Regions from separate parts of the Anser cygnoides genome. Here region 1 is linked to region 2. The links are chromatin contacts, called in public Hi-C maps. All regions are on one chromosome and are shown on one strand. Each heading gives the region's core, a stretch centred on a gene start, on an enhancer-like site or on the middle of the called end of the contact. The rest is flanking DNA. Distances are from core to core; before and after follow the strand shown.

What was found. A called contact is a pair of places that touch in the nucleus more often than the background predicts.
Region 1: a Hi-C map of liver shows a contact between it and region 2, with 1.6 times the contacts expected there. The contact joins the enhancer-like site here to the promoter of LOC125180952 in region 2. A contact is called at or near these places in 2 of 7 Hi-C or Micro-C datasets (both in liver).

The regions. Positions count from the first base shown.
Region 1 is chr2:1,550,425-1,555,227 of Taihu_goose_T2T_genome, forward strand. It overlaps CCDC12 (coiled-coil domain containing 12), which reads left to right. Exons shown (of 7, transcript XM_066991339.1): 2 at 1-27. Among named protein-coding and RNA genes, the nearest start is that of CCDC12, 25 kb to the left of the region's middle. Within about 2 kb of position 2,632, at least 2 of the 3 cell types and tissues checked have open chromatin away from gene starts, as enhancers often do. A contact at or near this core is called in liver, where this site is marked.
Region 2 is chr2:1,497,079-1,502,243 of Taihu_goose_T2T_genome, forward strand. LOC125180952 (D-serine dehydratase) reads right to left here and starts at 1,547. Exons shown (of 9, transcript XR_010829015.1): 1 at 1,392-1,547; 2 at 425-580; 3 at 49-329. It overlaps NBEAL2 (neurobeachin like 2), which reads right to left. Exons shown (of 56, transcript XM_066991321.1): 51 at 4,971-5,065; 52 at 4,749-4,865; 53 at 4,502-4,663; 54 at 4,265-4,413; 55 at 4,044-4,179; 56 at 2,473-3,038. The coding sequence ends at 2,934.

The DNA.
Region 1 (4,803 bases), core at 1,382-3,881, 54 kb after region 2:
CGATGAAGAGGAGAGCATCAGGCACAAGTAATTATTTATTTATTCCGACTTCTCTCTCTCGTATGTACTGTTTCGGGCTCTGCCCTCGCATTTGCTAATTAGGATCATGGAACTGTTGGAAGGGACCCCAATGACCACCTAATTCCACCCCCTGCTATGGGCAGGGACACCTCCCACTACACCAGATCGCTCCGAGCCCCATCCTTTGGCTTCCAACACACAACCTGGGTTTGGTTTTGGTGTGAATTTAACCTCCTGCTCTAAAGGATGCGAGATGGGGGAACGCCGAGGAAAGCCCTCCGGCCGACTTGCCGCGTTCCTGGGGGCAGCAATGGGAAAGGCGATGCCCTCGGAGGCACCCGGAGTGCAGGTCGGTTCCATGTCTATCGCTACATCCCCGTCACTCACACGTGCATGGTTTAAGAGCGCAGGTTTTTCCGTGCCCCAGGGCTTTGCAGCTCACACGTGGCTGTTTAACCGTGGCCCGCTGCTGTTCTCATCACCGGAAAATGTGAGCACAAAGCCAGCCGAGGCAGGGTGCCGCTCCTGGCAGGGCCAGCTGACTCTGCAGTGGGTTTCCTGCCGCTAAAAACACTGCCAGGTCTCCTTTGGAGCCGACGGGGGGGGGTGAAGTTGGGTTTGAACTTTCGGGACGTGATCTCTCCTCGTTGCCATGCTGCAGGAGGCGAGCGTCAGGGCTGCTGCCGCAGGCAGGCGCGCGGGTCCCGCTGAGAAAGCGGAGCAAGGTCCCCGCTGCCATGCCTGCCTCTGCTGGGGAATAACCCCTGGCAGAGGCTGCGAGCCTTCTCGAGAAGTGCCAGCGTCGGTTTTGGGCTGGGAGCAGTTCTCGAGAACGATCTCAGAGGCTGAACTTCATCCGGAGGCGCCGCTGGTGGGTTTCGTGCCGGAAGAGTCACGGGATCTGGGCTGACGCTGACACAGGAGTTAAAGATCTCGGAAACGATGATGAATAATGAATAAACAGCTCTCGCTTTCCAGCCCTGCCACCTGATCCGCGGCGTGGCCAGGTGATGCGGTGCGCTGCGGCCCTCGGACGGGGAGCATCACATCACGCCTGTGCTCCCCGCCACGCAGTGAGCTGGCACCATCCGTCGGGCTAGCAGCGATGCATCCCTACACCGAGCTTGAATTCTGAAATAATCCCTGAAATAATCATTTTTTTTCTCTTTTGACTGACTTTTAGGCCAGGGATTGCTTCTTTTTAACCACTGCTGAGCTGCCTGAGCCCCGTCATCATCAGAGGTGACATGGTTTCATACCAAACCTTCAGCATCACCCCTGTTGATCCGGGAGGTCCCTTTTCCAACGAGTCCATGTCAGGGAGCTCTCCTCGTGCAGCAGGTTCAGCAAATCCTTCCTCTGCCTGCAGTGATGCCCTTGAAACCTCACCGAGGTTATGGACAGAGGGAGGTTGTTGAGTAGGAACCCCTTTCTGCAGTCAACCTTGTGCTGATTCACGAAACTGCCCGTGGGCGCAGGCCATCTCCTGAAATTCGTGGGAGTGATGCCTCCGGGGAGGGAGGCAGCTTTTGGGGCGAAAAGTTTCCTTTCCAGCTCGATTTTCCCCGCAGGAGTCTGTAGCTCTTTGTCTGCCTCTCCAGCTACTGTGTGTTTTGTCAGGATCCAAACGTAACTTTGCAAGGCAAATTAGAGCGAGATCTGCTCTGCAGGAAATGTTTGAATCACAAATTTGGCCGAGACGGCTCGTAGCTTTACGACTCAACTCCAGCCCATCCAGGGATTTCGCTGCTTTCTGCTTTACTCGTCGAACGCCTGTTTTTTTTTCTGCTGCTGAAATTGGATGGGCGCTTTGAATGCGATCTAGGATGCCAGCAAGCCGCTGGCTCGATTTCATCTCAGATTTTCGTTTCCCTGTAGCGTAGCCCAACTTTCTCAACCCTTCGAAAAGGGGAACTGCCCTGCGCTAATGCCTCGCCGGCTGGTGCTAAAAGGTGAGCTGAGATGATCTGCCGGTGGTCCCACGTGCGGGGAAACGAGGGGTCCTGGTAGCTGAAGCGTGCCCTCGCTGCTCCCTCGCCCCGAAACAAGAGCCTCGGTAGCTGGGCTGCTTTCTCAAGCTGAAAACCACCAAAAACACAACCGAGGGAGGTGAAACCCAGCGGCTCGGTAAATAATCTTGCGGCCAACGTGCAGCGTTTGGGTGCACCATTCAATTGGCGAAGCTGGCTTGGGGGACGCCCTGAAAGCCAGTCGTGCCCTGCTGGAAGGCAGGAACAGCCTCGTCTGTTGTCTGTCCTCCGTGGGCTGGGATTTGGGGCTGGTCACCAGCTGGTGTGCCCTCGGGGTGGCTGTCGGGGCAGGACTGACCACCAGCAAGGCTTTGGCCACAGCCTGGTTCCTCCTCCCGTCCTCAAGGGGCCGGGACTTTGCACCCTGCAGCAGAGCCAGGAACCTGCTTTGCTGATATTTTTTGGCTGCCAGCGTGAGGACACGATTCGGGGCAGCTTCCTGTTTTTTTTTTTTGTTTTTTTTCTCTGCTCAACTCGGAGCTCTCCTCCCCCCTCTGACTATTTTTTTTTTTTTGTTCTTTGTTATTATCTTTCACGCCGCGAGATACCGCGGCAGGAACAAGTGCTGACGAGGCCCTCTGTGCAAAACGCAACGCACTCGAAGCAATTGGAGCTCCGGGTATCTCTGATCTGCCTCTCCGGGGAGTTGATGTTTGTAATAGCTTAAGCGCTTGGGTTATTTTCTAAGCGCTTGGGTTATTTTCTTCCCAGCCCAGGAACCGCCTCCCGCCGCGGAGCAGCGCTCAGCCTCTGCGAGGAGCTGGCCGTGGGTGGACTCGGCCCCTTCTGCCCCGTCGCCGGCAGGGAGAAACGAGCCAGTGCGCTCGGGGATCGAATGGCGACCGCTGCCCGAGATGGGTGCTGGCACCCCGCAGCGAGGTGCTGAGCTTTGAACCTGGCCCCCCTTCTTCAGTCGGAGCACGCTGGGGCGGGAAAAGTGTAAATAGAAACCCGAGGTAGGGCTCGCAAAAGGCGGGGGGAACACCAAAAGCCTTCGCCTTAGCTAGAAATTGAGCCTCGGTGAGCTGCTGTTGATCAGCTGCTGGTGTTTCGACACTTAGTCATCCTTGAAAATTACAGCTCGGCTGAACGCTGGGCAGGAGCCGGGGGAGGCAGGGGCTGGGGAACACGATCTCTGCCCTCGCCGTGGGAAGAATGTCACGGGGCAGGGCAAAACCCCTCGTTTTTTCTTTTGCTTTTTTATTTTTTTTTTTATTTTTTCACACCTCCGCTCCGCACGAAAAAAAACGTGGCAGCAAATCTGCTCCCCGGGGGGCTTGGCCGGGCGGCACAGCCGAGGCAGTAGCTCGGTAACCGCTGTGCAGATGTCCTCCCTCCTGTCCTGAAGAGGCTTGTGGGGGAACAAAAAATAATAATAGGTACGGGAGAAAGCACCGCACGTGTGTAAGGACGTGGTGGTTTTGATAGCCAAACCCCTGACTTGGCACCTTCCCAGCAGCGCCCTCCTTATTTCAGTAGTCGCTGCCGGTTGTGTCCCTTCCGTAACCAAACCAGAGCGTTTTGGGGGCTGAATTTTGGGTCCTTCATCCTCCCTGTGTCTTGCCTGCAGGCAGGCTGTTGGCGTGGTGCTGGGGCAGGCTGTGGGTACCCCTGAGCCTGCCCTGCATCTTCTTGGTCACAGATTGCCAGCTCTGTGGGAGCTTGAGCTGGCGCAGTGGGTGTGAGCGTGGTTATCCAGGCTCAGCGCTGCAGAGAAGCTGTGCTCGGTGCTCTCCGAGGCTGCCTGGGGGAATATCAAGCTCCTGAGGTCCTCCAGGTTCTACCGAGACACCTTCAGGGCCTCTTCTTGGCTTGAGCCTCGAGGATGGCAGGCTGTTTCTGACATGCCACCAGCCAGAGAAGCTGGAGAAGCCCCGTAAAGCACGCTCCTGTGCCAGGCGCACTGCGGGGCATCACCAGCCCGGATCCCCCTCTGCAAATCGAGCGTAGGCTTCGTCCCAGTCCCGTTTGCTGCTGCAGATGCTTGTGTCTGCCCGGGAGATGCTCAGCCTGCCTGCGAAAGCGGCGTGGGAGGCCAGACAGCCTCGTGGCACCCGCCTGCGTCTGGAGCGCTCCTCTTGCGGCCCTCCTCCTGCGGCACCCGGAGATGCGTCTCCGCCCGCCCCGAGCCCCGTCTGCGCTCCCCGAGGAGCCACGTCCTGAGCAAGAAACCTCCTCGGCAAGCTCGGGGGCTCGAGGCGTAAGAGAGGTGCCTGTTTTTTGGCATTCCTCGAGTGCCTTTGGGCGGCCGCTCGGGGAGGAGGATGCGCTGCGACACGCTCGGCTCTGCGCGGAGATCCCTCTGCAGGGGCTGGGGGAGCTGCTGGCCTCTGCCTCTGCTTGTTGCTCGCTGCTTGTCTGCCCCGGGTGAGGAATCCAGGAATGGGTTTAGGAATCCAGGAACGGTGGGAACAGCTTCACCCCCTTGATCGAACAGCAGCTCCCACCCTCCGCTGTGTCCTGCAGGGCTGTGTCTCTGCCCTGCTGCACGAGGGGGTGAGGAGAGCAAACACGGAGTGCGTTTGGGGCACGAAAAGTGGTTTCTTGGTTTTAAATCGGAGCGGACGCGGATTGTCTGGGTCGCCGGGGAGGTCACCGTGTGCGGTGAGACAGCCTGGAGCTGTGGGGACCTTGCTTTGAGCTAGCCCAGCTGCAGGGAAAAAAAAACCAGGCAGGCTGCAGCAGGAGGTGCTCGTGGATGTCCAGGAGCAGAGGGCAGGGCTGTCTGTGGGGGGAAGGCAAAGGGTGGAAA
Region 2 (5,165 bases), core at 297-2,796:
AGCGCCCCCACCCCCCCCCGAACCCCCCTCCCCCGGGTCCGTCCCCACCTCTGCCGTTGCCGCAGTCGAGCTTGAGCCAGACGAGCCAGCGCTTGCCGCCGGCGAGCGGGCGCTGCCGCAGGCGCTGCAGCGCGCCGGGGCTGTCCAGGAGCACCTGGAAGGCGTCGAGGCGCTGGGCCAGCTCGGCGCACTCCTCCAGGCGCCCGGCCGGCAGCGGGTACGCCAGCAGGATGTCGTCGAAGCCGCCGTCGGCGAAGAAGCGCGCCTCGGCCAGCGTGGAGACGGCGATGCCGCGCCGCGTGCCGCCCGTGGCCAGCGCGCCGCCCTCCCTGCCGGGAGGGGCGGATGGAGGGGTTTGGGGTCGGTCTGGGGGGAACAGGGGGGATATAGGGGGGTTTGGGGACAAGGTGGGGGCGGCACTCACAGCGTCTTGTGGGTCTTGACGTGGGGACGCAGGCGGAGGCCGAGGGCCCGGCAGCGCTCCTGCATGCGCTCGGCGTTGCGGCGCGCCGTGGCACGGTCGACGGCCAGTGCTGGGGTGGGCAGCGCGTCCAGGCGGGCGCCCAGCCACATGGTGGCACTTTTTTTTTTGGGGGGGAGGATGTGGGAGCTTCAGGGCTTGTGTCCCCCAACCGCCCGGCCCCGCAACCCTATGGGGATGGGGGGGGGGGGGGATTTGGGGGTGCTGGGAGCCGGGGGCTTATCGTGAGCTGAGCAGGATGCGTGGGACAGGGACACCGGGGACACTGGGAGCACTGGGACTGGGACACCTGGGACACTAGGAACAGGGAGACCTGGGGTTGGGACACCTGGGACACTGGGAACAGGGACACTGGGAACAGGGAGACTTGGGGCTGGGGAAGCTGGGGACAGTGACATATGGGACACTGGGACAACTGGGACATGGAGACTGGGACACCTGGGGCTGGGTCATCTGGGATTGGGACACCTGGGATTGGGACATCTGGAACACTGGGATACCTGGGGACAGGGACACCTGGGACTGGGACACCTGGGATTGGGATACCTGGCGCAAAGGGAACAGGGAGACCTGGGAAAGGGACACCTGGTACTGGGACACTGGGGACAGGGACACGGGGAGAACGGACCGATGGGTCTGGGACACTTGGGACTGGGACCTACGGCACGGGGACAGCTGGGCCCAGGGTTTGGGGTCGGGGACACGGGGGACAGTGCCACCGGGCCCTATGGCAGGGCTCTCCCTGCCCCTCCAGCAGCGGTGTCGGAGGCCAGGACCCCTCCGGGAGGGACTCACCTGAGCTCAGGTGCCTCAGTTTCCCCAACCGCCTCCCACCGAGGACATCCCGGCGGCACCCCGAGCGCCCAGCCCTGCCTCCCTCCCACCCGTCCGTCCGTCCGTCCGTCCGTACCTCCGCCGCCGCGGCTGCTCCCGGCTCGGCTCCCGGCGGCCTCTGGCTGGTGCGGCTCCACGTGACGCCGTGGGCACCCGCGGCCAGCCCTGCTCGGGGACAGAGGTCGCTGCCAGCCGTGGGGCCCCGGCGGTGCCGGGGCAGGGGAGGACACGGGCGCAGCGGCCGCTCAGCGCCTGGGGCCGGGCACGGGGACGGGGTGGGGGCGTCTGGGGACAGCAGTGGTCCCAGTGGGGGTCCTGTGGCCGTGGGGATGTGGAGACGCGAGCCCCCAGGTGGGGCGGGGGGGGACTTTGAAGGGGTTGTGGGGACCCCCGTGACAGTGGGGACAAGGGTGGGACCGCCACGCTCGTGACACCTCGGTGCAGACCTCGGCGGTCGTGGCGCCTGGGGACCCAGCTGAGACCCCGCACGCTTGTGACATGTGGGGACGCGGACGTGTGGCCCCCTCCCCGCCGCTCGTGACACGTGGTGGGGACACGGGACGCAGCGGGGACCCCCATGCTTGTGACACGTGGGGACGCAGCGGGGACCCCCATGCTTGTGACACGTGGGGACACGGCTGCCAAGCCCCCCCCCGGTCCTGATACATGGGGACACCACTGCTGAGCCCCCCCATGACTGTGACACATGGGGACACGGCTGCTGGGCCCCTCACGCTCGCGACACGTGGCAGACAGGCTGCGGGGCCCCTGTGGTCGGGACATGTGGGGACCAGGCTGCTGCGCCCTCCACCGTGGTGACACGTGGGGGACACGGCTGAGACCCCCCACGCTCGTGACACGTGTGCCTCCCGTGTCCGAGCGGCGCGGGACAGGAGGTGGCTGCCGCGCGTCCCCGTGTGCCAGGCGGGCTGGGGACAGCCCCAGCCCCCTGGGGACACCCGGGCAGCCCGCAGGGACGCGGGGGCCGCTGGTCCCCTGCCCGGAGCACAGCCCGTGCCAGGCTGGCCCCGTTATGTAGGGCAGGAAGAATGGGCCCCGTGGCTCGCCGCATCCCAAAAACACAGCCTGGGGGGGACAGGGGGGGGGGGGGGGGGGGGGGAGACGTCCCCAGCAGAGACAGTTCGGGGCAGACAAGGGCCTTGTGCACGTTTATTTCTTATAGATAGATATATTATTATTCTTTCTTTTCTTTTCTTTTTTTTTTTTCTTTTTTTTTTTTTTTGTAAAAGAGCTAGAAATCGATAGAAAAACCAGTCGGGGAAGGGGGCAGCTGGCTCCCGGCCAGCGGGCGCGGGGTGGGGGACACGGCACCCCCCCTTCCCAGCGAGGGGTCCCCCCCGGGAGCCTCCTCGCCCCCCCTCATCCCACTGCTATCCCCCAGCCCGGGGGGGCTGGATAAGGCCACGGCGAGGGGCCGAGCACGCAGCCCCGGTTGCGGGGAGCTCGGGGCTCGCCCCTCCTGTCCTCGCCCCCCGGCTCGCGAGGGGCTCGGGGCGCTGCCGTGGGGTGGGAGCGGGGTCCCCCCCTTGTCGCCATGCCCCCCAGGAGGGGCCGGGACCTGCGGGAAGCCCGGCGGGGCCGGGTGCGGGGTGGCAGCCTAGGACCTGCCCTCGTTGGGGTTGTACTCCGTCTCGCCGGCCGAGACCTGCGAGATGCGGCGGGTGGAGCGCCACAGCCGGCGGTGGAACTGGCCCGGACGCACCTAGGGGAGAGGGGGGTCAGCGCCTGCCCCACGCCCCATCCCCTTTCATGTCCCCATCCCCATCCCCTTCCATGTCCCCGTCCCCATTCCCATCCCCTTCTCCATCCGCTAACAAGTCCCCGTCCCCATTCTCCATCCCCTTCCAAGTCCCCATCGCCATCCCCTTCCCCATCTCCATCCCGTCCCCATTCCCATCCCCATTCTCCATCCCCATCCTCATCCCCACCCCCTTTCCCCATCCCCATTCCCATGCACACTGCCTGCTCACACCCTTTCTCAGTCTCCATCCCCAGTCCCTTCCCCATCCTGTTCCAAATCCCCCTTATCCTTTCTCCATCTGCATCCTCTTCCAGATCCACGACCCCATCTCCATTTCCAATCCCTTCCACATCCCTACCCACAACCCCTATCTGAATCCCCATTCCCATCCAAACCCCATCCCCTTCCTTAGGTGAATCCCCATCCCATCCTGTCCTGCTCCGTGCCATTCATCCTGTCTGTCCCACCCTATACCATCCCAATCCAACTCAACCCACCTAATTCTGTCAAATCCTATCCCAATCCAGCCCAACCCAACTCAACCCACCCATCCCATCCCAATCCAACCCACCCCAACCCAACCCAACTCAACCCTCCCATCCCATCCTGTCCCATCCTATCCCACTGCAACTCAACCCACCCATCCCATCCCAATCCAAGCCATCCCAACTCAACCCACCCCACCCCAACCCAACTCAACCCTCCCATCCCATCCCATCCCCCCATCCCACCGCAACTCAACCCACCCATCCCATCCCAATCCAAGCCATCCCAACTCAACCCAATTATCCCATCCCATCCCAACTCAACCCAACCCAACTGAACTCAACCCAACTCAACCCAACCTTCCCATCTAATCCCGATCCATCCCATCCCATCTCATCCCAGACACAGGGACACAGTGACGTGTCTTCCCCCCCTTGCACTGCCATCCCGAGCCCCACGGCCAGGTGGGGCCGCGCTCACCTCAGCGGGCTGCCCGGCCCCCACCACGATCAGCTTGCCGTCCTCCAGCCCCACCAGGATGTGGCTCTTCTCCTTGGTCACCGACACGCTGTGCACGGGCACCCGCATGGGCACGGGGGCCATCGCCGCCCGTAGGCTGCAAGGGGGAGAAGATGGGGGGATCGCACCCCGCGGGCGGCCCAAGGGGGTGCCGGTGGCACCAGCGGGGTGCCAGCCCTCACCTCTGGAGGTCACGGATCTCCAGCCCGCACTGCATGGTCCCCAGCACCACGAACTCCTCCGTCACGCACATGGCCGTCACCTCCTGGTCCAGAGGGACGGAGGCGAGGTGCTTCCCGTTCACTGAGTAGAGGTGCAGCGCGAATTTGTCCTGCGGGAGAGAGCAGGGGGGGGGGGGGGAGATGACGGATCAGAGGGACCTGGGGACGGGGGGACGCAGCCCGGCCGTGCCACCTCACCTTGAGGGACGCGCGCTCGCCCACGGCCGTCTGGGTGACGATCTGCCCCTCCGGCCCCACGGCCAGGTGGGTGACGGCGGCGGGCAGCGAGCTCTCCGCGGGCGGCCGCAGGGACTTCATGAAGAGGCCCCGGCGGATGGTGTGGATGATGATGGTGCCGTCCTGCGGAGGAAGAGGATGAGGGTGCGCTGCTCGGTGGCTGTGCCACCCGCCCTGGGATGAGCCTCGCCACCCGTCCACGGCTCACCTTGGAGCCCGAGACAGCCATGTCCAGCTCGGTGCTGATGGCCACGCACGTCACCTCGTCGTCGTGGCCGTACAGGACCTGGACGGGCTTGGGGGCCAAGCCGCTGGAAAACCCACCCTGGTGGAGGGGACACGGGGACCTCAGGGACCTCGTTGTGCCACCACAGGGCCCCAGCAGTCAGCACCTTCACCCCGAGAGCTGGCACACGGCGCAGCCCCGTACCTGCTGCAGGACCTGCCACACCATGCAGGTGGTGTCCCGGGAGCCAGAAATGAGGTAGATGCCACACAGGTCGAGCGCCAGGCAGGTGACAACATCTGTGACACCCAGAGAGACGCGGTGAGCTGCTGGCCCCGTCCCCGTGTGTCTTGGCAGCCCAGCCCCAGCAGGTGGCACCAAGAGGGATGCTTTGGGGCG